Regions from separate parts of the Ovis aries genome. Here region 2 is linked to region 1. Evidence: chromatin contacts called from public Hi-C data. All regions are on one chromosome and are shown on one strand. The core of a region is the stretch at or near the end of the contact, and the rest is flanking DNA. Distances in the headings are between cores, read along the strand shown.

Region 1 (6,395 bases), core at 34-2,533:
TTATGGAGGATGCATGAGCATGACAGCGTACACCCGACTCATGAACTACCTTATGTGGTTGGAAGTGTGCACGCACATCTGCATCTTTGAAAGTTCACAGCCTGGAGGTTTCTATGTATGGACTTACTGCAGATCCTAAGGGCAACACCATCACTAATCATTTCATTCTTCCACCTCAACCCCAGGACCGTATGGTATGTGCTCAGTCGCTCAGTCATGTCCGACTCTTTGTGACCCCACGAATTGTAGCCCACCAGGCTCCTCTGTCCATGGAATTTTCCAAGCAAAAATACTGGCGTGGGTTGCCATTTTCCTTCTCCAGGCGATCTGCCCGACCCATGTCTCTTCCGTCTCCTGCAATAGCAGGTGGATTCTTTACCACTGCGCCATCTGGGAAGCACCAACCACACCACACTAGTCAGATAAAGATTTCCTGAATGTGGAGAACAGGACTAAAGATTTACGCTCAAGACTAAAGCAGAGAAGGGAGTTGCACTGTAATTGTGTAAACATCTTTAAATGCAGCAGTAGCAGACACCACTGTTCTTAAAGTGTCCTTCCTTTACTCCGCTGAGGGAGAATTGCAAGGGTTCTTGCACCCACCTAGATCTAGTCTCTAACTGTTGATTTCTCTCTTTTTCATCTGTTCTCCCCACTTTTATCAAGGACACTTTTTCTACCCTTGTTTAGGACTGAAAGCAGTGTAGTGATATTTCCTGGCCCATGAAGTCTCACCTCTATCAAGTGCACACTTTTCCAGGCAAAGATGGTTCTCTATCTACTATAAAAGTAAGTCTGGTTCTTCTCACTTCCACTGCTTTCTGTAATTATTAACAGAAAATGATGCAAAGTCTTAGCCCAGATCTTGGAACATTAATTTTCTGTCTCAAAGCACTGCACTATGCGCTATGCTGGCTTTAAAGATGAATGGAACTTCTAACTATAAACAAAGCAAAATATAGATAGTACAGGCTCTAAGAGACGTGCAGAAGACCGAGGGTATCTGCTGTTGACACGGCCACTAAGCCACCTCTGTGTTTATGTATCAGGCCCGTGATCAGACCCCGCAAGTAGTTTGCCTGTTGACCTCCCTCCACAGGGCCATGTCTGCAGCTTCTCAAATACCCACTCCAGCGCCCTCGCCCTTTCTCGCCAGAGGTGTGAAACTACATCTCCCGACAGGCCGCGTGGTCCCCTTACTTCCCCCCTCTCCCGGTCCCGAGCCATGGCAACGGCGTGACGTGGGGGTACTGGGAGCTGCGGGAGCGGCGATAGCGGCTTCAGTTCTAGGCTATCCGGCCGCCCGGGCGGGAGCTGGGCGAGAACAGCCACCACCCCGCGCCGCCCCTGCCCTCGCCGGCCCTGAACCTGCCCGACTGCGGCTAATCCTCGGCTCTCCCTCTGGAGTGAGGAGGGCGCGGCCGCTATCAGAGCAGAGAGGGCAAGGGAGGGTCGCGCGCATGGCCTCGGCGGGCGCGCGGCGACTCCCTGCCGGGACGCGCGCCGCGGCCCGGGGCTGCTGCGGCCTCTCGTTGCGCCCGGCTCCGCCCCCGGGCCCTCCGCGACCGCCGGGACCAATGAGGTGAGAGGGAGGTGCGGATGTCCGCGCTGGAGCTGAGGGGGTCACCCAGGACCCAGGACCCCGAGAGTTGCAACTCTGACTGCAAGCGCGGTGGGAGGGCGGCGGTGATCATACCCTGGGGTATAATGTGTTGCTTTGGAGAAATGCTTTTGCAAATTATTCGCGAGGCAGTCCCCGAGGTGAGTGCCCAACCACATCTTCCTCGTCGCGGGTGCCCTGGCATCCGCCGGCTTGCGAGGCCCCGGGGGCTGTGAGGCATCCCGGGAGTCCTTGCTTTCAGCAGAAGCGTAGCCTCCAGTCAAAGGCAACTGGAGCTTCGCACGCACCCCTCTTTTTCCCATCTCCTCCCTCGGCACTGTCCTCAGCCGCCCTCGACCTTTCGCACTCGTGACTGCCTGGCCGGGGAGCCTGGCGGGCTACAGCAGGTGCTAGGGGAAAAGCTGGTTTGGACGACCTTCCTTCTGGGATGCTCCCCTCTTCTTCTGCACCTGAGAATGATTGAGGACCACAAGGAAAGAATCTTGAGACTATCTCTCCTTTCCTTTTGGCCTTAGATTTCCGATCTCCTGCATCTTCTTCTTGCCCCGGGCTGCCCAGGTCTTGGCGACTGAGTCTGGCTTACCTCCCAGCCGTTCCTTCATGGGCTTTGCTGCCCCCTTCACCAACAAGCGAAAGGCTTACTCTGAGCGTCGGATCATGGGGTGAGCATCCTCTCCTGTCCAGTATCCCCCCACATTCCTTTTCCCGACAAACAAAACACCATGTCCAGGGTAGAGTGTAAGGGTAGCCATAGTGGGCAAGATTCATCCCTGGCCATCCCACTCTTCCCAGTGGTATTACTGATCCTTTACCCTCCTCCGGCAGCCTCCCAACCTTAATTCCCCTCTTCTTGGTTGCTGTGTAGGTACATTGTGAAACTTGACTAGAGTTGGACAACAACATAAGACAATAGGGTATTATTGTTTTGCTGACCTGACTTTAGGTATTCTAAGAAAATAGGAGTTAACACTTATTGAACACTTAACTATTGCTAGTAGTTAGGCTGTTTAGGTGTTTTATCAGATTTTCCCATTTGATCCTCTCAACAAACAAATAATTACTATTATTACTTATGATTTGCAGAGAAGATAAATGGAGACAATAATTTTCCTAGGGTCACTTTGTCACAAAGTTATAGAGCTGGGATCTGCGTCCCTGTGTGAATCACCAGTCATCCCTGTTCTCTGGACATGACTCTTTTAAGGATCAAAATAGATAGTAAATGCAAAAACACTCTCTAAATGGCAAGACTTAAGATGCATTAACATCATGGAAATCTGGACATTTGCTTTTGCAAAATCATTCATGGGGGCTTATTTGGGATCTCTAGTTTCTGAAGGTACATGATTGGTGGGCAAAGGTATGAGGGGAGGGTGCCTATGGCAAGGAGGAACCTGAGCCAACTGGCAGCTTCTTGGCCTCTGTGACTCCTTCCCCTAGGTACTCAATGCAGGAGATGTACGAGGTGGTAGCCAATGTCCAGGAGTATCGTGAGTTTGTGCCCTGGTGTAAGAAGTCTTTGGTGGTATCCAGCCGCAAAGGTCACTTGAAGGCCCAGTTGGAGGTTGGCTTTCCACCTGTTGTGGAACGTTACACTTCTGCCGTTTCCATGGTCAAACCTCATATGGTCAAGGTGAGGCCTGGTTGGGAGTGACTGATCAGGAAGTTTTGTTATGTTCTGTGGCATTTTTACATTTAAGGGCTATTTTGGCTTTCCTTATGATTTTTCTATCTCCATGTGTCAGATATTTCCTTAATATTTGAAGGAAAGGAAAATGGCTTCCAGTTCCTTAGTATAGCTTCCTACACCTGATGTAGGTCTCATTCCACTGGAATATTAACTACCTGTCCTGTTCTAGGCTGTTTGCACTGATGGCAAGCTCTTCAACCACTTAGAGACCATTTGGCGATTCAGCCCTGGAATTCCTGCCTATCCTCGAACTTGCACTGTGGACTTTTCGGTGAGTCACGAGGCTACATAGGGCTACAACTGGGTTGTGGGGGCTAAGCCGAGGTACTATGACAGTTACTTCCCAAGTCAATGACACTCTCTACAGGGGTGAGCTTGTATCATACTTGTACTTTGTACTCAGTCCTAGGGCTTTTGAGATCTAAGGAACAGGAGTTGCGGGGGGAGGAAAAGGCACTGAATAGAGTACCCTTGCATTTGGTCAGGGACTATCCAACATGGTTTTGAAGAGTTTCTGACTGTCTCTTACCCATTCCCAGATTTCCTTTGAATTTCGCTCTCTGCTGCACTCCCAGCTGGCCACCATCTTTTTTGATGAGGTTGTCAAAAAGAATGTCGCTGCCTTCGAGCGCCGGGCAGCAACCAAGTTTGGTCCAGAAACAGCTGTCCCCCGTGAACTGATGTTTCATGAGGTGCACCAGGCTTGAGGCAAAGGATTATTCCCTAGCCTCGCCTCCCCCCCCGCCACCCAATTTTCTTATTTATTTGGCTCCTGTTCCAATCTGAGAGAAGAGTCCATGTTCATATTACTGTTCTCCCTCTCAAATCCCCCCAAATTGGGCTCTGAGCTGGCTAGAAATGCTGGGGGAAAGAAAAGGCAAGGAGGCATGGAAAGGAGACATGCTTAGGAAAGGGTCAGGGTTATCCTGAGAGCACCATATGCCTGAAGCCTGCCACCTTCTTACACTGAATTATAGTTGGGGCTGCGCGGTCATCTCTGAACTCTTGTCAAGGTGCCTTAATGTCTGACCAGGGGAAGAAAGCAGCTTTTCTTAGGACTGAAGAAATTGAACTCTTTCTTCTGACACAGAGCTACTGGGTGGTCAGTAACCTTGCCTGCCTGAAATGCCTCAGGAGATGCCTGAGATCTGGCCCCAGCTTAAAATCCCTATGACCTCACTTCCATGCTGCCTGGCTAGTGGAGAGCAAGGGACTTTCTCAGCCATCAGTGCCACAGGGCCAAGGAACAAAAGAGCACTGAACAGTTGTACTCCTGGGCTGTCTTCTACTTGGCCTGAGTTTTTATAAAATTTCAATAAATTAATTATGACAGTGTGAATCTGGCTTTTTTATATTGCTTCTTGGGGGAATAATGTAGATAGAGCAGAGCAGAAGGAAGTAATGGCTTCCTTCCCTAGGGGAGTGAAGGTGCAAGAAGGCCTCTTGGACATAGCGTCCCTGCTAACTATAGTAGCACATTCTACAAGCCAGGACCTAGTACCCACTCCCTTGCCTATTTATAGACTTTTTCAGAAGGTCAGTTGCAGCAGGAGTCTCAGGACACAGTAATCTGGTCTCAGACCTCCCATATAACTGATGCCCTCCAGACCACCTCTTATTCTGGGGGATCTGTAAGGGAGGCAGCAAAGAAGAATCGGCATTCCACAAAGCTCCAGAGCCCTCTGGAGGGTCAGATCCAGAGTCAGCTAGCTGTCCTACCCTAACTGCCCTTGGTATCGTTTCCTTTCACCCACTGGGCTGGACCAGCTTCCTTGGATTAGTCACCTAAGCAGTTGTGAGGTCTCGGCTCTAGTCCTTGAGTGTTCTACTTTACAACAAATTTAGGAAGGATGGGGGCTAAAGGTCAAGGACTTCTAACCATTAAGACAGCAGCAATCTTCTTTGGAAATCTCACAGGGAACCTGTCTTCTGATTAGGGTGAGTGCCAAACATGCCTAAAGATAAAGTGATGCACAGGATAACTTATAACCTACTAAATCTAGGATCTTGCTAGCCAGACTCCTTACCTCAGAATGGAGACTCTTCCAGGCCTCATTTAATAGGCTCAAGCATTGTTAATAAAAACATTTATTTTGCATTTTATACAGAACAACCTGAAGTCTGCATCGTGACAGTTACCCAAGGGTTTACAGACAGTATTATCCATCTCAACAGCATGGTTCTGGGGATTAGGGATCCACACAAACACAGGCAGGAATTGCAAGGGAGGAAGGGGGCACAGCAGGAGTGTATTTTTAATCCTTTCTTAAAAAGGCAGTAGAACCTTCTGAGTCACTTGAAACCTGTGCATATGGGGCTTCTAAAACAAACAGTGTACTGTGAGCTCTTGGAGAAGGGACAGGATAAGAACCTTGATAAATAAAGGGATATTGGCTTGTGGCAGGGGATGAGGAGGGAGGTTTACTATTTTTAATGTCCTCAGCCCCAGCACCTGATAGTCAAAGGAGGCCATGTCCAATCTTAAAAATCATTTCCCTGTTCAGAAAGAGGTACTAGTACTCCTGGGATCAGGCCATGAAGATATCATGCTGGTCTTTCCTAAGTCCCTGTTCTATAGCCCATAGCATATTAAAGGGGAAAAAAAAAGGTCAGAGGGTAGTGGTTTGTGTTCCAAGGAAGTAAAAACTTAGTTCACATTAAGCACTGATAAAGCCAAATAACTAGGAAAGACCACATATTAGACAGTGCTGTATATACCTGCTGAAAAGAGGTCTCTAGGAAGGACCAAGACGGGAAGGTCCACAGCAACCTTGGCTTGAGGTGCAGCAGGTATAGAAAATCTGGAAAGAGGTGAGTATTCAAGTAATGGGGAATAGAACACTCCTAGATCTTAATTTTAATAGGATAATTTTAAAAAAGAAAAATAAAAACCAAATATTGGTTGCCAGTCACAAGATATACCATGGCCTTTATGATCATCTGGTAGCTTAACAACAACAACAAAAAGGCCACAGCATCACCAATAGATCTTGCTAGGAAGTGTCTGTGTGCATGGGAGAGGTTAATGGGGCTTAGCACAGCTGACAATCCAACATGATTCCTATGGAAACAGAAGGGGCAGAG
Region 2 (6,339 bases), core at 3,745-6,244, 140 kb before region 1:
TCATATAACCCTTCTGAGCCTCAGTTTCCTCCTCCAAATTAGGATGTAGATTACCATACAGAATTGTTGGCACTAGTCACCTTACAGAATTGTTGTCTAAGCAGACCATCTTTGTGATAGTGCTTTGTAAAATGGTATGCAAATTTGATTTCTAGGTTGTAAGATGCTAGGGCTATGAAATGAAAAATTACTGAGAATCATTGCATTTGCTGGAGGATATTAGAACTCAGTTCTTTATGCTGCTGCTTCTCATAGTAGACAACTTACTAGCTCCTGGTATTTTACGTTTTATTTGATCTTGTACTTCTAGAACACACAAGTGACAGAAGCCTGGAACAAAGTTGCCCACTCATTTAATTGCACACCAATAGAAGGTGAGACTTCAGATAGTGGGGTTGAGGGTCTCAGTATGAGTGGTTTAGCAGAATTAAGACTTTTGTTCCCTTGAGCATCCACCCTGGCTCTGGCATAATCCAAGCCGCAAACCTCAGTGCCCCGTTTCCATAGCTGGGCACTTTGCTCTCATTGCCTGCTCCGTGGCTCTACTTGGGTAGGTGGGTTGGAAACCTTTGGGGATTCTAGATGAGTGGTGCCACAGGCTTTGTCCTCTACAGGTATGCTGTCACACCAGTTGAAGCAGCATGTCATTGATGGAGAGAAAACCATTATCCAGAATCCCACAGACCAGCAGAAGTAGGTGCCCTGTATCCCACTGTCTACCTTCTGTCATATAAGACTAGTTACGAAGTTCTTCCATACTCCAGGCTAATCTTATCCACCTTCTCTTCTAAGCTCCAGGAACCACTTATTGCTCCTTATTGTTCCCTTTCTGTTCTTTTAGGAAAGACCATGAAAAAGCAGAATTTGAGGTACATGAAGTATATGCTGTGGATGTTCTCGTCAGCTCAGGAGAGGGCAAGGTGATGAATGTTTACCAGATCCGGCAGAGAGGGGAGGCTGGGGGTGGGTTCCAAGAGCACCAGATCAAATATGATGTTTTATAGGCCAAGGATGCAGGACAGAGAACCACCATTTACAAGAGAGACCCCTCTAAGCAGTATGGCCTGAAAATGAAAACTTCCCGTGCCTTCTTCAGTGAGGTTGAAAGGCGTTTTGATGCCATGCCCTTTACTTTAAGGTACTACTGCACTTAGCGAGGACAGGACTTGGAACAGTCTGACCCGTAGACCATACAGCCAGATCTCTTTCCTTCCCCTACCCTGCTTGCCCTCTTTCCCTCCTCTTCTACCTAGACTTGTAGCTCCAGCCTGCATGCATGCCTTCTCTGTTTCTCCCTCTCATAGGAAGTAGTGTAAACAAAAAGCAATCCTACGCATGATTTCTGCCTGAGGGTAGGAGTTATTTAAAAACAGGAACAAAGTGGTAAAACATGACAGGGAGTTAAGGATACCTGAATTTGTCTTCCCCTCCCCAGAGCATTTGAAGATGAGAAGAAGGCCCGCATGGGTGTGGTGGAGTGCGCCAAACATGAACTGCTACAACCATTTAATGTTCTCTATGAGAAGGAGGGTGAGTTCTGAGAAGAGAGTTGTAGTTTGAAGCCTCCGATTATGGTCCCCTTCTCCTTGAAGGCAAGGGGACATTCTATCAAAACACTTTGTTTCTCTCATAGGTGAATTTGTTGCCCAGTTTAAATTTACAGTTCTGCTTATGCCCAATGGCCCTATGCGGATAACCAGTGGTCCTTTTGAGCCTGACCTTTACAAGTCCGAGATGGAGGTCCAGGATGCAGAGCTCAAGGTTAGTGTGTGATGGAAAGGAGCAGGGACATGGCACTTTTTCTGGGAGTGAGGACTGAGTGATGGGAAGTCCTGAGAAGAGCTGCAATGCCGAGAGTAGCACTTGGCATTTGCTCCATGTTCCTCAAAATTTGTTCACTTTCTTCTGTTTTGCAGGCGCTCCTCCAGAGTTCTGCAAGTCGGAAAACCCAGAAAAAGAAAAAAAAGAAGGTTTGTTATGATCATCCCTCCCTGGTGGGGTGAACCTGATCATCTTTATTCACTTTCCTGGGTCTTGGTGGGGATATAGGTGTCGATATGTCCTTATTTCTCCTCTCAGCCCTGACCTAGAGAATTAGGAATACTCTTGTCCTTGGTCCCCCAGACAGTACCCTAAGTTGTTGGAAACTGACACATCTTCTCTCCTTTCCATGAATGTAGGCCTCTAAGACTGCAGAGAATGCTACCAGTGGGGAAACTTTAGAAGAGAATGAAGCTGGGGACTGAGGTGGGTCCCGTCCCCCCAGCTTGCCACTCCTGCCTCATCCCCTTCCCGCCACACCCCAGGCTCTGTGAAGTGCAGTTCGACTTCTCCACCCAGGACCGCGAGCAGAGCGGGGTCTCCCTGTCCTCCTCCCAGTCCCCCATCCCAGCCCCTTCCAACAACAACCAGCTCCAACTGACTCTGGTCTTGGGAGGCCAGGCTTCCCAGCCACCGAAGACTACTTTAAATAGAAAAGAGAAATTGAATAATAAAATCAGGAGTCAAAATCCATCGTTTTCAAGCCCCTCTTTCTAGCCTTTTTCTACTATTCTCTGCTTGGTCAAGGTTTATGGCCCTACAACAGAACGGGAGGAGGCTAACACAGCCACCACCACTAAAAACTCAGATGAAATTTTTTTATACCACTCCAGTGTCAGCATTTTCCCATCTGTTTGGGCTTGTTCCTCTCTCTGTTCCCACTTTCCCCAAGTCTTTTATCAGGCCTCAAAATAGAGAGGAGCTATTCAGACTGTTTTTCTTCACATGTGGCAGATTCCTTTTATGATCCAGGCTGTTGAGCCAGGCCCCTCCCATTTTTAGGAGCTGGAGCCTGCATTTACCAATGGATTCTCATCTGTCAGTTGGATCCTCATTTGTAAGTCTTTGTAGTCAGTTTTGTTCTACAGGACAGTTTTTCCTCCCTCCACAAGGCTGTAAAGAAGTAATCCATCTCAACTTTGTCCATTTCTTTGAAGTCAGTGGGGTTCTTCCCTTGCTCCATCTTAGAAACCTGAGCTGGAAGCTCCACTGTGGTTTTGTTCCCTGTTTGAAATACTTTTACTTCCCTTCCTTGAAAGAAAGATGTATAACCAGAGGAGCAGACTGAAGAGACAAAACTCCTGGCTTTCTGAAGCTGTGGACTTGGATTAATTGCTAGGGGTTTGGAGAGAAAGGTGACCTTTCAGTACCTCTGGCATGCTGTCCCAGGGAACTAGGGCTCCCACTAACTTATGAGGTTTTTAAACACATTGAAAATGATATGGCATTAAAATAAATTTGGATTTGCTCATAATCACGTGTCTGTATGCTGCTCTTATTTGATGGTGGAGAGTGAGCTGAAGTGATGATCATCTGGAACCAGTTTTGGGGGGTTTTTTTGGCCTTGCCTCATGCCACGCAGGATCTTGGTTCTCCAACCAAGGATCAAACCTGTACCCCCTGCAGTGAAAGCATGGAATCTAAACCACTGGACTGCCAGGGAAATCCCTGAAACCACTTTTCTATAGCCATATTCTGCTTTTCTAAAATAATAACTTGGGTTGGGGGAAGACATAAAACTCCTGGGTTTTGTGAATTAATGGTCATTTTCTATGGGAGTTTGGTCTAGTTTTCTGAAGTAAAAACATACCCCTTACTGCTGACACTATTTAGAACACAATGTTTATTGCAAAAAAATTAAACTGCAAAGTGATTGTCTTGGCTTAGGAAGCCAGGAAGAATGCCTTTAGTGTTAACGTGATTTTTCAAGCTACCCTGAGATTTGATGGGTAATGCATGTATTAGAGCATTTTTTATATGTTACTGCTGAATTAACTGAATTAAACTGAAACAAACTGAACACAGATCTCTTCCTAAGGGTTTATAGCAATCAACAGGTGAAATCCCAGTGGGTTTGATATCTTGGTGGGGAGGGTGGTTATTTTTGTTTTCAAACACATTACAGTCCATTGGTGACAATTCTAGAGCCACTTAAGAACTTGAAATTTAGAAATCTAATTTTCCAGAACTAAAACGGTGAAATTTTCTAGAGAAAACGCTAAAAAAAGGAATCATAACAAGCCTCATTCCATCTTATAGTGAATAAGGTGAAGTCCGTATGATGAAGGGTTTTCTTTCATCCTTCATAATACACGTTTTCTGCAGCCAAATCTTACAGTGTCTTTTTTGGGTGCTTCTAACCTAACCATATCTTGATACTGGGAAGCTGTCATATCACCAAATACTATTCCTGCCTAAAGATACATGTAGCTGATCGGGCTTTCCTTCTGTCCATTAATTAGATCTGTCGTTAATTTGTTAATGTGACAGGACTGAAGCGACTTACCACACACTCTGAAGAGGGAGAATCACTGAAGTATTTTCTAAACAAGATGCATTGTCGCCAGGAATGTTATGACATTCTGCCTCAGGCATTGTAGGGAAAGACCAGTTGACTAGGAAAAAAGTTTATTTTTCACAGTAACAAAGGTCTCTTTTTGTAGTATAACAGCTTTCTCAATTCCCCGCTTTATATCCTTTCAATGTTCTGCAATCTTAGGACCTTTAGAAGTTCCAAAATCGAACCTGCAGATATTTAGTTTAATAAATAAGGTAAACCAGTAAAACAAATCAGGACTTTTTGTACAGTCCGCCTCAATCCACAGTAAAATGGAGGATGTCTCCAGGAAACTGCAACTCCCATGAAGCAACGGGAGGAAAGGCGGAAGTAGCTACCCTTTGCTCGTTTGCGCCTCTAGGTCTCTTATTGGAAATATGTGCTCATATCTAAATAATACGGTATCCTCATAATAAAACAGGTGAGAGGAATCTTGTACATCAAAATACTGATTTCCAACAGAATTTTCCTAGCCTAATCACTTCACACACCAGCGAACTGCCAAACACTATCGTTACGCCCCTTGGGCAATCCCGCCCCTAGGGGCAGGGCGAGAAAGCGGAAGTGACGACACTGAGTATTCCATTAAATATCCGTAGGCGAGCCCCTGGCGATCTCTCGGCCTTAGCGCCATCTTTTGAGGTGAGTGTCAGTGATGCCTGTGTTCGTGTTCCGACTGCAATCCATAAACATCTGATCTCTGCACTTACCATCATTACAGCAAACTAACTGCAGACTTTTTTTCTTTACCCGTAGAAACCTCTGCGCCATGAGAGCGAAGGTAAGCAGTCCCTGCCAGTGAGCTAAAGCTGTAAGAATTGGCTGTTGGTAGGGGAGACCTTGGCAAGGGAAATCGGCCATCGTTCCGGTTTCGCCGGGTTCTTAGGTTGTGCTAACGAGCTAGTGGGAGAGGAAGGATAGTTTGAGGAGAAGCATATTAAGTGGTGGGTAAGTTCTGTGGGGAAAAGCAGAGTAGGTGGTAGGTAAGTTCTGTGGCGAGAGATGCTGAAAGTGGGAGAGAGCGCATGCAGGCAGGATTCAGGGTTTTACGTCTGGGATCCAGGTGGCAGTCCAGATTGTTGATGTGGTTTATTGCGACTAAGCCCTCCTACTTGATCAAGAATCCACCCGGTTCTAAGTAGTGCTTTTCATGGAAGTTATGAAAGTGTTAGTCGCTCAGTCGTGTCCGACCCTTGCGATCCTGTGGGGTGTAGCCCGCCAGGCTCCTCTGCCCATGGAATTTTCCAAGCAAGAATACTGGAGTGGGTTGCCATTCCCTTTTCCAGGTAGTCTCCCTTACCCAGGGATTGAACCTGAGTCTTCTGCATTGCAGGCAGATTCTTTACCGTCTAAGCCACCGAGGAAGCCTCCCCTAGTGTTCTTCATATCCCTATCTAAACATTGTTACTGAAACTAATGATATTTTATTCTCTGTCCTTGGTTTATAATCGGTTGCCAGTGGAGGAAGAAGCGAATGCGCAGGTATGCTGGGACGTAGGAGGTGGGGCTGGGAGAGTGAAGGAAAGTGGACAAAACTTGGGACGAACATCTGGTTTAGAAATCCAAAACAACTTATGAGCATTGACTGGCCAAAGCCATGAATTGAGCAGAAGACGACAGAATCGTAGTGTTGGTTGATTTTACCTTCCTTTGTATTGGGTGCACATTTAAGATTGGAGGGAAAGACTGAACTCGGGTTTGTGGGACCGAGGTGTATTCTTATGTCTGGTTTTCAGGCTGAAGCGCAAAAGAAGAAAGATGAGGCAGAGGTCCAAGTAAACTTGTACACCTGTGGAAGCCACAGAAGCAGAAACAAGGGAAGCCAGAGGCCAGGGACGCTGATACAAAGTGTGGACTGCATGCCTACTATCTAGAACTTCTCAATGGATCTGGAACATCTATGGCCATTCTGATCGCCTTGACCACCTTTGAGAGACCTACCTTGCTCATATCAAAGCCGT

The links. A called contact is a pair of places that touch in the nucleus more often than the background predicts.
Region 2: a contact with region 1 is called in a Hi-C map of skin fibroblasts, with 2.3 times the contacts expected there. The contact joins the promoter of ZC3H10 here to the promoter of COQ10A in region 1. A contact is called at or near these places in 2 of 16 Hi-C or Micro-C datasets (skin fibroblasts and tail adipose tissue).

The regions. Positions count from the first base shown.
Region 1 is chr3:163,282,944-163,289,338 of ARS-UI_Ramb_v3.0, reverse strand. It overlaps COQ10A (coenzyme Q10A), which reads left to right and starts at 1,283. Exons shown (of 5, transcript XM_027967586.3): 1 at 1,283-1,582; 2 at 2,137-2,283; 3 at 3,062-3,254; 4 at 3,481-3,582. The coding sequence starts at 1,461. It overlaps CS (citrate synthase), which reads right to left. Exons shown (of 11, transcript XM_004006584.6): 11 at 5,384-6,395.
Region 2 is chr3:163,422,888-163,429,226 of ARS-UI_Ramb_v3.0, reverse strand. It overlaps ZC3H10 (zinc finger CCCH-type containing 10), which reads left to right and starts at 4,994. Exons shown (of 5, transcript XM_060412991.1): 1 at 4,994-5,020; 2 at 5,135-5,159; 3 at 6,115-6,339. PA2G4 (proliferation-associated 2G4) reads left to right here. Exons shown (of 15, transcript XM_060412992.1): 6 at 311-374; 7 at 615-693; 8 at 842-920; 9 at 1,005-1,138; 10 at 1,436-1,530; 11 at 1,634-1,761; 12 at 1,917-1,970; 13 at 2,181-5,159; 14 at 5,838-5,860; 15 at 6,115-6,339. The coding sequence ends at 2,246.